2 separate regions of the Gossypium hirsutum genome follow, and region 2 is linked to region 1. A link is a contact called in public Hi-C data. All regions are on one chromosome and are shown on one strand. Each heading gives the region's core, a stretch centred on a gene start, on an enhancer-like site or on the middle of the called end of the contact. The rest is flanking DNA. Distances are from core to core; before and after follow the strand shown.

The links. A called contact is a pair of places that touch in the nucleus more often than the background predicts.
Region 2: a contact with region 1 is called in a Hi-C map of leaf, with 2.4 times the contacts expected there. The contact joins the promoter of LOC107951365 here to the promoter of LOC107893550 in region 1. A contact is called at or near these places in 2 of 34 Hi-C or Micro-C datasets (leaf and petal).

Annotation. Positions count from the first base shown.
Region 1 is chrA13:90,941,566-90,949,189 of Gossypium_hirsutum_v2.1, reverse strand. It overlaps LOC107893550 (aspartic proteinase NANA, chloroplast), which reads right to left and starts at 3,942. Exons shown (of 2, transcript XM_016818582.2): 1 at 3,062-3,942; 2 at 1,261-2,261. The coding sequence starts at 3,657. The coding sequence ends at 1,436. LOC107893549 (UPF0678 fatty acid-binding protein-like protein At1g79260) reads right to left here. Exons shown (of 3, transcript XM_016818580.2): 3 at 6,647-7,045. The coding sequence ends at 6,923. LOC107893551 (COP9 signalosome complex subunit 6a) reads left to right here. Exons shown (of 9, transcript XM_041085203.1): 8 at 664-719; 9 at 833-1,100. The coding sequence ends at 914.
Region 2 is chrA13:91,262,718-91,270,341 of Gossypium_hirsutum_v2.1, reverse strand. It overlaps LOC107951365, which reads right to left and starts at 4,175. Exons shown (of 4, transcript XM_041085206.1): 1 at 3,715-4,175; 2 at 2,545-2,953; 3 at 675-1,842; 4 at 1-295. The coding sequence starts at 2,744.

The sequences.
Region 1 (7,624 bases), core at 2,693-5,192:
CTTTGTGTAGCCTAAAAGTTGATAGATGTGTAATCATACAATATACCACTTAAGATAGCTAACCATAAGAAGGTAGAGATGTTTTCTGTTCTTGTGGGCATGATTTGGTTTTTCTAGCATAACTGCGATTGACGCCTTCAAAAGTGTGGTATTTCAAAATGGGCAACCATCCTCTCAACTTATTAGTGCCAGAGTACCATTTCTTGCGGCTACCTAAATTCCATATGTAAAGATTTGAAAATCCAACCTACCTCCAGAAAGTTGGTAGAACATTCGGTTATGTTATGGTAATAGGGTCTTCTAAAACTTGTAGTTCATAGCAGCTTGTTAGCAGATTTGTAGAAGATGTTTGTTGTATGTTAATTGTTCTGTTGCGACAGTGAAAATGGAAAGATATGTCATGCTAGTCAGCAAGGGTATCTTGGAAATAAAACTGGTGTGGATCTTGACAGTTCAAAATTCACATAATCTACTTAAGTGTATTGGTATGGGCATGATTGTTGCCTACTTCAATCATTTGTGTTCTTTGGATTTAGTGACCCTCCTTTTGAGGAATTGCCTATCAATTTTTTAATCTGGCGAAGCAAATGATTAAGCTGCATTTTCATCCTTTTGGTCACTTTCATGCTTTTCTTTTTCTCACTTTTCATAACCTATTCACAGGAATACAACGACACATTATTGATTACTTATCTTGCAATGTTCACTAACTGCTCAAGGTAAGGATTATGTTTACTTTTGTTTACATAATATGCCTATTTTGGCTAAAATGATTCAGTATTATGTATTATTATGGTGATGGTGACAATGGCGTTGACGTGTACTCTTGCAGCACAATGAATGAGCTAGTCGACAAATTCAACACTGCTTATGATAGGCATAGTCGAAGAGGTGGACGGACTGCTTTCATTTGAATGTGGGTATTGTTTATTAGTAAGTTGGATTTTTGTTGGGGAGAATGGTGATGCTGTTTGTGTTTGCAGTGTTTTAAAGCTTCTTAAATAAGGTAATATGATTTGAAGTACTAGTATGGTATTAATAGGGATATTTAAACTTCCTAGAGATGAATGAAAGTGGTGACTGGCCTTACCTTGCCTGCATATTTTGTCATTTATAGACAAAAAAAACTACAGTCGCCTCAAATTTTGCCTTGCCTGCCTATTAGAATCAATTGAATTTAGGCGTTTAAGGTCATTTCAATATCAAATGTTCCAGTAATTTAAATCAGTAACTGTTTCAATGCGAAGAGGAAAGCAGCAGTGTAACAAAGAATTTCATTAAAGTGTAAACAGACACAAACAAACAAACAAACAAAAAACATTTGATGAGTACAAGGGGAAGAGAGAAACCAAAGGAGTGAATAGAAGAAAAATGTGAGGAATTACAAAGAATTATTAACAACAAAATGGGAGTGGAAGTGTTGAAACACCAAGTACTAGCTACTGTTGCAAGAAGATGGAGCAAAAACCAACCTTTTCCCTTTCAAATCAAATTCCCACAAATAATTTTGTTGCATAATGTTTCCAATAACAGAAAGTGCAGGGAAACGTGCAGGCAAAAACCCGAGGCACCTAACTTCAGCAGCAGCAGCAATGACGTAGCTATTCCAGTGTGGTTCAAACCGAGCTCCATCATCGAAGTGAATGATCAATTTTGGCACCAAACTCCCGTTGAAACCCGTAGAGTTGAAGCAATACTCCATCGGTACCCCATCCAACTTCACCCTCTGGTATTTTGAAACCGACACCTTAAGGGCTTCCATCACTGCCTGGTACGCTGGATCAGCTAGAAACGTTAGGCTAGTGCCGGAGTCGATGATTGTTCCACCACCTTCACTTGCATCCCACACTTGCATCGGTATTTCCAACATTTTGTTCCCAACAGAGATTCCTATCACATTTACAGCATAAAATGAAGGGATGGCATCAAGTTCGAGGTTGGTGTGGCGAGTATTGCCAGACACTTTGACTTGGTTTCGGTTAGTGCCGAAGATGATGTAGTTGGTGGCATTTAAATGGCTCAAGTGATCAACGAGGCAATAAGAGAATTTGCCACCGAATGTGGCGGCAGCATTGGTTGCGAAAGAATACTTGGTATTGGCTAATCCCATGATACCATCTACGTTTTGCAAAGTTGGGCCTTGGAAAGAGTCAGTGCACCCTATTAGCACATTATGGAGTCTGGTTTTTCTACCATTGGTAAGGCCAGCACTGACGGTCTCGTTAGCAAACACTCCCATTGCAGCTGACCCATCTGAATACCTGTTTCTCAAAAAATAATCGAATTGACCATCAAACCAATCCAAATTGAAGTATTAATTTTCATTTTTATAAAAATAATTTTTATATTTTTTGTCAATAACCCTACCACTAGGAAAATCAGACACATTTCACCATCACCACTAGGAATTGCTGGCTTTCCCAAAATAGGGCCCCACTCTTACAGGACTTCAATGTCCGGTTTTGGTACCAAAAAAATATTGGGTCATGTGAACCTTACCTACTAATAATAACTACCACTAATATCTTTGTGTTGGATGTAGTTAAGATAGCAATATGGGGTATTGTATCTGCACTACCCAGCCTCATCTGGTAACTATGGCTGACACCATTTATTCTCCGATTTACAAATCTTTATTTTTGTGTAATAGATATATAATTCAACTAAAAACGTGCTGCAAATCATAATTTCTGAATCAATATTTACTATATGGACAAGTAGTGAATTTAAAAGCCAACTCTGGGGCTTCAATTGTCTGGAGGTTGGTTTAGTGCATTTAAAGCCAAACTACAAAAGAAGCAATTGACATAAATATCAGTGAGCCTTAGCAGCTATCCCAACAGCATTTACCTCCCAAGCAGCTCTAACTTTAATGCCCAATTTTAGGGTTAGGTTATTTAACTCAACTCCACCTATTGTGGAGATACGTGTCTTGGACATTGGGCGGAAATAAACAAAATCATAAGCAGAGGAGAGGTGAGGTCAATTATTTACCAACAATGTGTCGTAACTCCATTTAGAAGTTGTGTCCAAATCTAAATACTAAATCTAATATACGTACCTGTAATCATAGGCGCAAGGCGTAATTGGAGTAGGGCATGTTGTGAGAGAGAAGAGATTCATGAGCTCAACTTTACACATCTCTGAAAAGCAAGGAACTGGGCTAAAGGATGAAGATAATGGAGCATGGAACACCCTCTTTCGGTTTATCCTCCCTTTGCTGGTACAACTACGATCCCCTCTCGAACATCGGTATCGACACCGGATCCACGTCAAATCACTTCCCGTGTCGACTATCAACCAGAACTTCTGCGACGGTGTCCCCACTTTGAACGACGTAATGTATTGGCCTATCCCGAAATCTCTACCCGAGGCAAGCGGCATTTTAATGGATGCAGTGAGTGGATCCTCTTCTTTGGCTCGTCTTCGGTGGGACATGATACCGTGGCGGATAATGTCATGGTAGAGAAGGTCGACCAGGCGTTGGTGCTGAGTTATAGGATTGTTGTTGGTGAACTGAGGAGCATGCCTATGTATTAACTCTAATGTGATGGAGTTGGAATCGTGTTGATGCTGCATTTGATCAACATGTTGTTGAGCTACAACCATGGAAACCAACACCATGAATGGAACTAAAATAATGAGCTTCACCTTCATAACTAGTATACTCTCACTCTGAACAAATTAAACAAAAGGGAAGATCCAGACCAGACAGGAAGAAAGAAAGACAGAGAAAGGGAAATGAAAGTAGGAAAAAAATGCTTATTTTGGTTGCAATCTATATATACCCCTTTGCTTTAAATCTGCCATCAATTAGGATTTTTGATTAGGTTGTGCTTGCTTCTTGTAATAAATAACATACACACATATCTATATATATATATATTTATAGATTGTTGCTTCAAGTCTTCAACCACACAGACATCCCTTCCCACTTCTCTCATCTTTCTTTTGTTTTTTTCCTTTTTAATTAATTATTATACAAATGATTGCTTTAATTATGGTTTTATAAAAACCAGATAAATTTAATTTAATTATTTTATTAACAAATTAATTCAATTGATAATATTTATTAATTTTAGATACCTATAGATTATTGAAGTATTTGTATTGGATTGCTAATTTACATGTCAATTATAGGTTTAATACTGTTATTCAATTTTATTAATAAATATGAAGAAGGATTTTTCGAGTTAAAGTCAAAATTATTTATAAAAATAGTAAATAATTTCCTCTACCTGTGTCGAGTAGGGTTATGTGTTCCTTCTCTCTTATTGGTTGGATTCCAAATGGCTGCCCCAAAATTCAACTCTCATATATTTTGTGTTTGACCTCAAAGAGCAAAAACTATCAAAGGGATGGAATCTAAAATTAAAACCCAATTATTGTGTATTATTGTGTATACATATTACATAGGATGTTGAATTTGGCATTTTATTAATCAACTCTGAAATGTGAAATAAACAAATAAATAAAAAGAGTAAAAAGTCAGTAACGCGGTGGCTGCCTGCTCTTTTATTAATTCGTGTCAAATTATTAGGGTAACTAAAATAATAGGACTACTTTTTTAATCAACTAATATTAGTGTCAAGCAACTCAAGCTGCTGCTTTCATTTCAATTTTCAGAATTAAATAAAATCCACAATGATATCATCTAAATGTTCCTCTACTTTTGTCTACAACTCTAAATCCTTCTATTTTTATTTATGTGTCTTTAATTTACCATCTCATTATATTTTTTAAAAACAAATTACATCATTTGTGACATCAATAGTTATCTTTAGGGATGAATTTTGTAGCAAATTTTTTTTTGAGTTATTTAGTCTTATTTTATCATTCTAATTTGATTTGATTTTTTTCAAATCGAGTCCAGTCAAGTTGATTCGAGTAAAATTATTCGAGTTAAACTAAAAGATAAACATGTCAAATTAAAATCTTGTAACAATATAAATATTTCTTGTTAAAGCCCATAAATTTAAATATAATTTGAGAACTCTTTGAAACCAAAATAAAGGAAAATAATACGATAAACTTGAATTGATAATTTACTTGTTTAAGTCTCAAAATTATTATTTTTATTTTTTCTTTAAATTTAGAATTTTTAATTTTATATATTTAAAAAATCTTATGAAATTTTCAATTTTTTAAAATATTTAAACTTTTAAAATTATTTTGAATTTTTCAGTATTTTTTGTTAGAGAAATTAATTTGCTCATTTTCGAAATTAACAGGGACTAAAAGATTATTTACACCAATAAAAAATTGTTCGAATTATTCGAGTTAATTTAATTGTAAAATTAACTCGACTTGAACTCAAGAAACTGAATTACTTAAACTTAAAAAAAAAAAATTAAATAACTCAAAATTCGAAAAAGAATTTTAATTTATTCAAGCCGATTTTAATGCATCTATAACAAATCGGTTGATAAACGTAGGAGACTCCTTTAACTAGAAGCATTGTCATCAACTTTAGCCACTTATACTGATATTAAGATTTGTTGCTTAATTTTACAATACAAGACAGTTTTAAAAATAATAATTAGAAGAGTCTAAATACTTGTAAACAAAATAATGATTTCATCTCCAGTCATCCTTTTAGTTAGGGATTATTGAAGAGAGATAATAGGAGACGGAAACAAGGAAATTCTTCCTCCTCTTTTTTTTTTTTTAATATCTTATCTACAGATTTGACAATGACGTTGATTTAATATTATGTTGTTGTTAAATTAAAATCTTGAGATCATATTTAATAACTTTTATAGGGTTAATGTATTCAACATCAAATTTTAAATAAATTAAAATCATTTAAGATATATATATATATATATATATATATATAAACCCCTTTAGCTATAATATCGGATGAATTAAAAATATTTAAAGGCAAAACTTAAAAGCAACTATTTTCATGTATATGGCAGAGTGCAAAACTTACAAGCAACCATTTCCAAGGAAAAAAAAAAGAAGCTACTATGATAAATTGTTGCAGGAGAAACAAATTAATAAGGTCTATACTCGATTACTTCATCTTTTCTTCATTATCAATGTAAAAGAAAAATAAAATTAAGCACACATTCAAATTGGATTGGACAATAAAATCATATTTTTTTAATCCTTAATCATATTGAAATGCTTTGTTTGAGATTTTGAAATTGAATACTAAATGAAAGACAATGTTGTTCCATAATCATAAATCTCCAACCCACAGTTGTTAAGGAACTTGCGTCGCATTCAAAGGTTTCACTCACATCACATGAGAAATGAGATGGGAGTTGGCTCAGCATATGCCTCTCAACTAAAAACATGGAAAAGCACAAAACGTTTCTCCTTTTTTCTTTTTCTTTTTTTTTTTAAATTACAAAAGAACCCAAAGACTTAAGAAATTTAAAAGAAAAAGAAAAGTTGGCAATGTTAAAAATATTGGAATTCTAAATTTATTGAATATCACACACTGACTGGAAATGTGATAGTGGTGAATTAACGTAAATCCAATGCCAAATGCTAAGGATTTAAACAGTTGATTTAGTCAAGTAATGCAAAGTCGATGAATGATCCAGCTGTTCATTCATCTTAATTTTCTCAATCTGCAAACTGCACCCACCCTAAAGTAAGACATTACCATTTCTTTTCAACATAAGTTGTTGTCTGTCATGAAGGTTTTTTATTTTTATTTTTATTTTTATTTTTTAAATTTATAAGAAAGTTGGGACTTGTTTTAAGTCAACATTTAAATGAGTTGGCCTTCAGTACACGATAATCCAGTTTCTGCGCCAGAGATTGTGACTTGGCCACCACATTGCAATATCTTTTGTAGCCAAAACAATCTGCCTCTGGCCTTTGACCGGGACCAGAGTTTAGGGATATTATATAAAAAATAGTCTGATCCGGTCCAACGAAATGAAAAACTACTTACTTTGAAGTTTTATGGCAGCTTCTTGAGCACAGCTTTAAGATGTGGCTGAAGAGTTGTAAGATTGGTAGCCATTTGAACAACATAATGTAGATCTCCATTAACAATCTTGTAAACTCGACTTATCTCCCTCACCTGCTCAACAAAAAAAGCAATGCACTGCTGTTAATAAGGCTCCACTTTATTCTTCATATGCCATCCACACTATGTTCTTCACTCAAACTAGGCTAGAAACAAAAGTCTCAAACTGCCTAATGTACAACCGTAGATTATTAGTTAGGGTATTTTCTCTTATTTGGATTGCAGTTAATCGATCCCACTTGCAAATATGCATGCCTTTAATGATTGAAAAGAATGAAGTAGGCCGAATGAGATAATGCTTGAAAATTGGGGAAAACCCAGTCACTTCAATTCCATCATAGAAAACAAGCACAACAAATAATCAAAAGGTGATAACAAATAGGTAGGGACAAAAGACATAATGCAACATGGTCTGTCTAAACCTGAGAATGTGGGGAATATGCAAGTAGAATCTCTACATTTTGAGACTAAATGCTTTACTGAAGTGCTATCTTGTTTAGATTCCATTGATTTAATCTTCCTAATCTAAGAAGCAAGATCATATCTATCACGGCAAATGAGGAATTTGGTGCAAAGTTTTCTATTAACTTAATTATTCTACGTGTTTTCAAGAAGTTTATGCACATGAGAAAT
Region 2 (7,624 bases), core at 2,926-5,425, 320 kb before region 1:
AAATTGGATTTTTAGATAAATTTTTTAACCTACGAACACAATTTCTCTCCACAACAGGATCACCTTGATGTGGTTGGTCACTTGGAACCTGCAAGTCCAGGGTAACATACCGTTTGCAATTCGATGGTTGAAGTCTGTCTTGATTATCAGGCTTCCTTGAAAGACCAGCTTGTTTAGAGCACACCCTTTCCCTAAAGTTTCTAGAATCACTTGATTTAACTTGCCTTGGCACATGCGATCCCTCATTCTTGCAACTTTCAGATACTCCACAGCACCCTTCTTGGCCTCCAACTATCTGTTGAAAAACAGTATAGCAACTATATTGATTACAAATGATAAATTCCTCGATAACAAAATTCACACAAGGATGAGAAGTTAAATTTGTTTAGGTCAAGAAAACATTTATATTTTAAACCCTATTTATTTTTGCAGCATGTAGATACCATGGTCACTGCAGAGCTTATAATCACAAACTACAAAAAGAAGATGGAGACGGTTCAACAGCTAAAGGCATATAAGGTTGTTTTTTTTTTCAATTCAAAATTACATAAGTTTTCAAGGCATTTAGAAAGATAAACCAATCAGCTAGGCAACAACAAATACAGGCAGTAAAGTTCTTCAAAAGTAGCTACGAAGAAGCACATATAGATATAGAGAAAACAACAAGAACATACCATAGAAGAACGGGTCTTATGTGAAAAAAGTTTTCGGCTTTGAGGAGCAAGTTTAAGATACTTGTTATGTTTCAAGGAATGTCGCCTTTTCTTTTTGGTTGAAAGGAATTTGCTTCCTTTACTCCCTTTAAAAGCTTTGTTTGGTCCAGGATCATCTCCAACTTTTGACACTAGTGGAGCATCATTAGGCTTGGATAAAATACGAATTTTTGTACCATTGGCATCAAAATAAACAGCACCTACATCACCAGTATCCTTGGGAATAGTAGAGGAAATCTTTTGCTTTTTCCCTTCATCAGATATCTCAAGTTTCCCAGAATCCTGTCTAGGTATGTTAGATGCAGTGGCCCAGCTTGTACCATTCCTCCTATCAAGTTCTTCCAAAGTGCATGGCTTGGCAGTAGCATATACATCCACCATCAGTCTTGTCTTCCTTGGCTTAATTCTATGGCGGGTAAGCTTAGAATCCACTGTCCACTTGGGAGTCGATTCGTCAGAAAGACATTGGTCGATGTGAGCATTCAAGGTGGTATTGGAAGAGGACGAGAAAGTTTTACAAACAGGGCAAACTTTAGAAGCCATGGATTCAGATAACATGGTACAATTCGAAGTAATATCTTCAGTCGAGCTACGATCAGAATGGGCACCAAATTTCACAATTAACCTGCACTTCTTGCCTGATGGTCGAGTTGTGTTTTCAGTCTTCCGGATCTTACCAGTAGCTTGAACTTCAGCTGATGCTTCCACTGATGTATCGGTTTCTAATGGTAAGCTGGACTGCTTGTTAATGAGAACCGAGTCTATGTCAGATTGAGAAACACTAGCTGTTGTAGAGGGTAAACCACTTCCATGTTCTCCGGATCTGCAGGAGCTATTGTCTATGCAAGTACCTGCTAGGTTATGGTTTGAGTGAGCATCATTGGATGACTCTAGTACCACATGATCGTTTGACCCAGATGGCTCTTCACCGGATTTCCTTATATTTTGCTTCTCAAATGGATTGGTTTCAACCACACATCTCTCTATGGATAGGTTTCTTACAGTATCAAGAGGCTGAAATGGTGGCAATGGATCCTTCAAGCCATGCTTCAAACAAAGTTGCAAATTCTTGGGAGAAAATGGCCAATTCTTCTTGATATCCTTGCCCCGAGCAGTGAACACATAATCTCTACAGTACAAGAATTTCTCTGTTGTCAGTAAATGAGATAAATACGTGAAAAAAATTATATGCTAAAAGGGACAATAGATAAAAGAAGCGAAAACTTAACACCAAAGAGCTACTTAGGGGGTTGAAATCTAGAAGACTCTGATATTGTATGCTAAGTCAGGAAGGAGGGGGACACATGGACCATAACAATACTCAAAAAGAGAGAAGAAACGACCAAGCAAAACAAAACCCAAGATTCATTGATCTATTAAACTGAATTACCCAGCAAAGGAGAGAGAGGAAAAATGAAAAAAGTACTCCCTCTCTGCATGAAATGGTAAAGAGTGGGACAAGTACCCAGGTAGCAGCTAAGAGAAGCAAGAACTTCCCAGAAGTTTGCTCCCCAAGAAAATAAAATCCCATGTCCAAAGTGACGTGAAATCAAAAAAATTAAGACCAAAAGTAACCCCCACCCCCCTTCCCCAAGACCAAAATAGAGACAAGATTTGAGGTGTGTCAATAGTTAGGTTCCCATGTAAAAACTGAGTCACCAGATAATATACAAACTCTGGATCTGACCCAACAGAAGTCTTAAGATGAGATCAAAGATAAGCTGTGAGAGTCCATGGGGATAAAAAGCATCAGGGTTACTATTCATTCTTAAGCTGAAGAGAAAGGTAGATGGAAAGAAAGGAAATCAAAATCACATCAAAACTAGATTACCTTATGGAGAATTTAGGGAGTGGGGTTTGATGATGATGACGATGATGATGATTATCAAGAGACGGCTTCTTTAGCAGATCTACCTCAGGCAAGGGAAGCTTATGAGGAGGCCTCTGAATCTCATCACCACCACTTTTCAGCTGTACTATAACTTGGCAGGGACATGGGGGATCTGGTGGAGGGTTTTCAATGGATAACATCTGATGAAAAGCTTCTCTCTTCTTGTGCTGTTTTGACAACAGTCACAAGCCACACTTATACTGCTTCTTTCTCCAGCAGTAGAGCCCCTTATCTTCAGCATAACAACACTTCACCCCCTCTGATCTCTTCCCTCTTGGACTGTATCCTATTTCTTTCTAGTTGTATCCCTGATAACCTCAAAACCTCATTATCTTCATTCATTTATAGCCTGCAATAAAAGAGAAGCCAAGAAGATGATGAAGACAAGGCAATGAAAGAACGTTATTTTATGTGAAAGGGATGGAGTGTAGTTGAAGCATGTGCGTTTTGGTTCATCAAGGAAACCAAAGAACATAACCCGCAAGTAAAGATGTTGCTCAACCAAAGCCTAAAGTGTCCATGGGAAGCGTTATTTTATGTGAGCGAACCCAGAGAATAGCAAAGTACTCCTCTTTCAGACTTTGTGCCAACACCATCCACTACCAAACTCTCAACAAATGATCAAATCCCATAAAAAGAAAAGGGTTAACCATAATTAATCACATAATAAAGGCAAGAGTTATACATATAAATGGGAAATTTTGAAGCTGAGAACGAGCCAACCAAGCTTCATGAAACCGATATATGTAGTCAAGAGTTGAGAGAAATCAAAGAAAAGGAAAAACCCAAATCTGAAATATATAGTAGAACAGATCCCAGAAAGGAAATCTAGTATATACATCCCATGGACTAGATTCTCCTTCTTCTTCACCTTGGGGTTCAGAAAAAGCGAGAAAGGAACTCAGAAGCTGAGGGGGAAAAAAAGAGGAGACGGTGAAATCATATGTACATATATTTAGTAAGTGAATTAGTTTTTGAAGGAAAGTTGATGAGTGAAAAAAAAGAAAGGAAGCAGGAAAAGAAAGATGGGTGGGTTTGGTTTGGTTTGAAACAAGATCAGGCAGAATAGATGTAGAAGAACAGAAGAGAAGATTAGAGCATAGAAGTTACCTTTGAGAATTTGATTGAAGTGAGGCTGTAGTTTTGGGGAGGAGAGTTTTTGTTTGGGAAGAAAGAAAGAGAGATGAGAAAGTGAAGGAAAGATCAGAGCCACCCACTCACACATCAAAAGGGGCATCAGGTTCCCCTTCTTTTCTTTCCACTCCCACCCTTAAATTAAAATTAAATATTAAAAAAAAAAAAAAGCAAACAAAGTCTGCAGTAGCATTCCATTCTATTCAAACAGTAACACTATAAAAAAACAAAGAGGAGGGAGAGAGATTTTTTTTAAAAATACATTTATTTCAAAAAGAAAATCTAATGGTAAACAAACCCAACCCTTCATTTTTCCCCTTGTGTTTATTATATATTTATTGTAGATATTTTGTTTTTGGTTTATCAATAATAATACTTTCCCATTTCCGTGGTTGAAATGTGGGTTTTAAATTCAATCACTTAAATATTTTTGTGCTTCTGCAAATTCCAAACACAAGAGTTTGATAGATTATTAGATTAGAAAGTCGTCGAAAATCGAAACCCATGTTGCCCCTCTCCCACTAGCCGACAAAATTCCCCTGTTTTTGTCTTTACAATCACCATTATTAATTAAAAATACATGATATGGATGATTCACCATCCATTTCCTGTATCCATCCTTTCCACCCTTTAAATAAAATATCAAAATTTTCACCGTTTTTCATGATTTTGGAGGGTAGGATTGGTGTTTAACTGTTAAGGGGAAAACGATAACTTTTAAATCATCATTGATTCATTTGAATTTTGTAGTTTTTTTTAAAGATAATGATAAATTTTATTTTATGGAGACGTTGTATTAATAGTATAGCTTTTTCCTTTTCTTTATTTTTTTCCCTAAAAAATTGCAAGCCAATAATAAAGTTGAAAGCAGTACAGTACAGTACTATGCTATGTAGTATTAATCTTTTAGTAAAATTTACTAACAGTGAGGCTTTTTTTTACTTTTGAAACCTAAAGCTCTCTATGATTTAGGGTTTCTTTTTTGGCGAAAATTAAATTTACAGAAAATGTTTGTACTTCTTTTCATATTGCTTTGTCAAAATAATTTAATCAAATTAGCTCTTTTCAAGTATCAATTATAAAAATTTTTGCTCAAAAACAAGAATAACTTTAAATTAGCCAAATATGCTGAATTTTTTAATTGATTAAATAGGGTACTTTTTAAAAATTTAGGGAAATAAATAAATTTTGGAGAGTTTCCTCAACCTCTCGTTTTTTAAGGTTAGGGTTTAGTATTTAGAGTTTTAGAAGTGAAACTGTAAAAGTTTATAGGTAGATTTGAGGGGTTGGGGTGCGATAATGTGTCTTAGAACACATACATTTCATATGTCATGCCAGGATAAGACCATTACCTTAGAAACCCATCCTATGAAAGTCAAGTTTCAAGGTGACAGTACTTGATACAGTCATGGGTCAAAGTCTAAGTAAATGTCCCAATCGACAGCTATTATGCAGTCACAGGTTCGAGTATAATCGAAGGCTAGTTGATAGTCGTTATGCAGTCACGGGTTCAAGCATTTTGGATAACCGAAAATGATACCTTATATATATACCATACATAATATTGATGTCATATTTATAGGGAAAAATAAAGGGCTTTCGGTGTAATCAACGTAATTATTTTATCTATTTCCAAGCAACCGATATATTTAACCTTTCATTCTTATCCGAATGTTGACACCCAGGTGGGGACAAGAGAGCTCTCAAGAGGAAAGTGGATGTTTTAGTGAAAGTAGAGGTCAAACTTGGGTCAGCACAATAGAAGTTGTAGTTATTAATGGGTTGTTTAATAACGATAATCGTTGTCTCCTCGAAAGGAGCATCACCTTTACTCCACCGAAATAGCCTCTCCCTGCCTCATAGTCCTACATCCACAGCAGTGCTGACCTTCAGATAAGAAGGAAGGTTAAAGATACCGGTTATGTGGAAATGAAGAAAAGAATTATATCGATTATGGCGAGAAGCCCCATAGTTTTTCCTTATGATTATGCCCTCAAACTTTTGTATGGTATTTATATGGCAATATCTCCGAGTATCCAAAATTTTGAGCTCATGTCCGCATAACGACTGTCAACTAGCTCCCCTGTTATATTCTGATCTATGACCTCATAACAACCATCGAATGAGACCTTTATGTAGGCTTCCACCCGTCACGATATAAAGCAAAATCACCTCGAAACCTGACTTCCATAATATAAGTTTCCAAGGTAATGGTTTCATCTCAACAAGATATATGAAATGTGTGTGTCTCGAAGTGATGTCACATCATCAATGACTCAAGAATACCTTAAATAGGAAATTTTATAAGCGAAAATTTTTTTAACAATAAAGTGGAGAAGAAAATTGAGAGAGCGAAATATTCTAAAGTGGAGGGATGGTGGTTGGGAGAGATGATGGGTTTAAGGATGATGGAGTATAGAGGGAGAGCCCTTCTTTTGTAGGTGCGGGGGAGAGGTGAGATTAGAAAGAAAAAAAATCGTGGATGAAAACACATTGTAGGAGAGGCATTTTCATTGAATATCTAAAAGAGGAGTCTCAAATCTTACTTGGGATTCCCGAGATCATGGTACTTTTTTAGGCTTTGAGTGGTGGCGGTGGTGGTAGTGGTAAGAAAGCTCATCCAACTGAGCGAGCTTTCTTACTATTTTCATTAAAAGCCTACTAAAAGTGTCCTGACCCTAGGAATCTTGGGTAAGATTTCAAGCATGTTTTGAAGCACACTAAGACCCTTTAAAGCATGCGTTTGATGAAATTAGTTGATCTCTGAAACGTGTTTTCGAGACAGAAGAGCCTTTTATTATTATTATTTGATGAAAATACTTTCTTGAAACACATTTTGAAGACGCATTCCCTCTCTCCTTGTTCTTTTTTTCTATTAAACTACAGAGGTATTCAAGACTTAGACATGTAACAAATTCGTTCCCTTTTGAAGAGTTACACTATTAGTGCCATTTGCATTTCTTTGGATAACAATTTGAAGAATTTTTTATTCTAAATATCTAATTCATTTTAAATTGAAATGAGTCGATGAGTGAAATCCGTAGTTTATTACGATAATTAAATTTGTAATAAGGACATTGATGTCATATTTACAGAAGCCCAGTCTGTGGAATTGGCTTTCAACCATACCATTCAAGTACATGAGCTACGGACTAGAATCAGGAGAAAAGTTGGACGTTTGAGCTAGAGAAGAATTTTGAGCTTGCAATGTAGTATCTAGCATCGATAAACCCCTTTAAGTATGAGTTATTTGATATGAAAGGTGAACTCGAGCTGAAAGCAGTCATATCATCGCACTGATCAAGTGGAAATGTTATAATGTAGTTATATGTCAAGTTTACCGAGATTGATGGAACTATTCTATCTCCGACCACTGTTACAACTAATGTGGGAACCAAAACAGAAGTAAAAAGTTCCACTACATGGTTGTACGGTGGGTTCATTGATTTGTTACAAAGCTCATATTATAATGTCCCTGAAGCATCAATGAGTAGATATTCTTCTTTTTCAGGCATCGATTTCAACTTCGATGACCATTTTTAGTTGGGATATGAGCGTAACCCGAACTTCGACACCCGAGTACAACATTTAGTCAATGCATTCAATTTTAACTTTGGTGGTTTGATGTTTTGAGGTGGAAGCAGTTATACCAAGAGGCTATTAACAACAGATGTCGCTGATGGATTAGAATCAAACCCCAATCTAATTTGGCAGTTCGGTCTAAATGGTTCAAAAGTAGCATTTTTTTCTGAATTAGAGCAATTTCCAACTAAGCCAGAACCTTATAGTTTAGGCGATGATGGTTCGAACAATGCTTCGAATCCAAATTCACGATTCAGGGCATATGAACCTCTGCCCTACATGACCAACATCGACCTCTCCACCG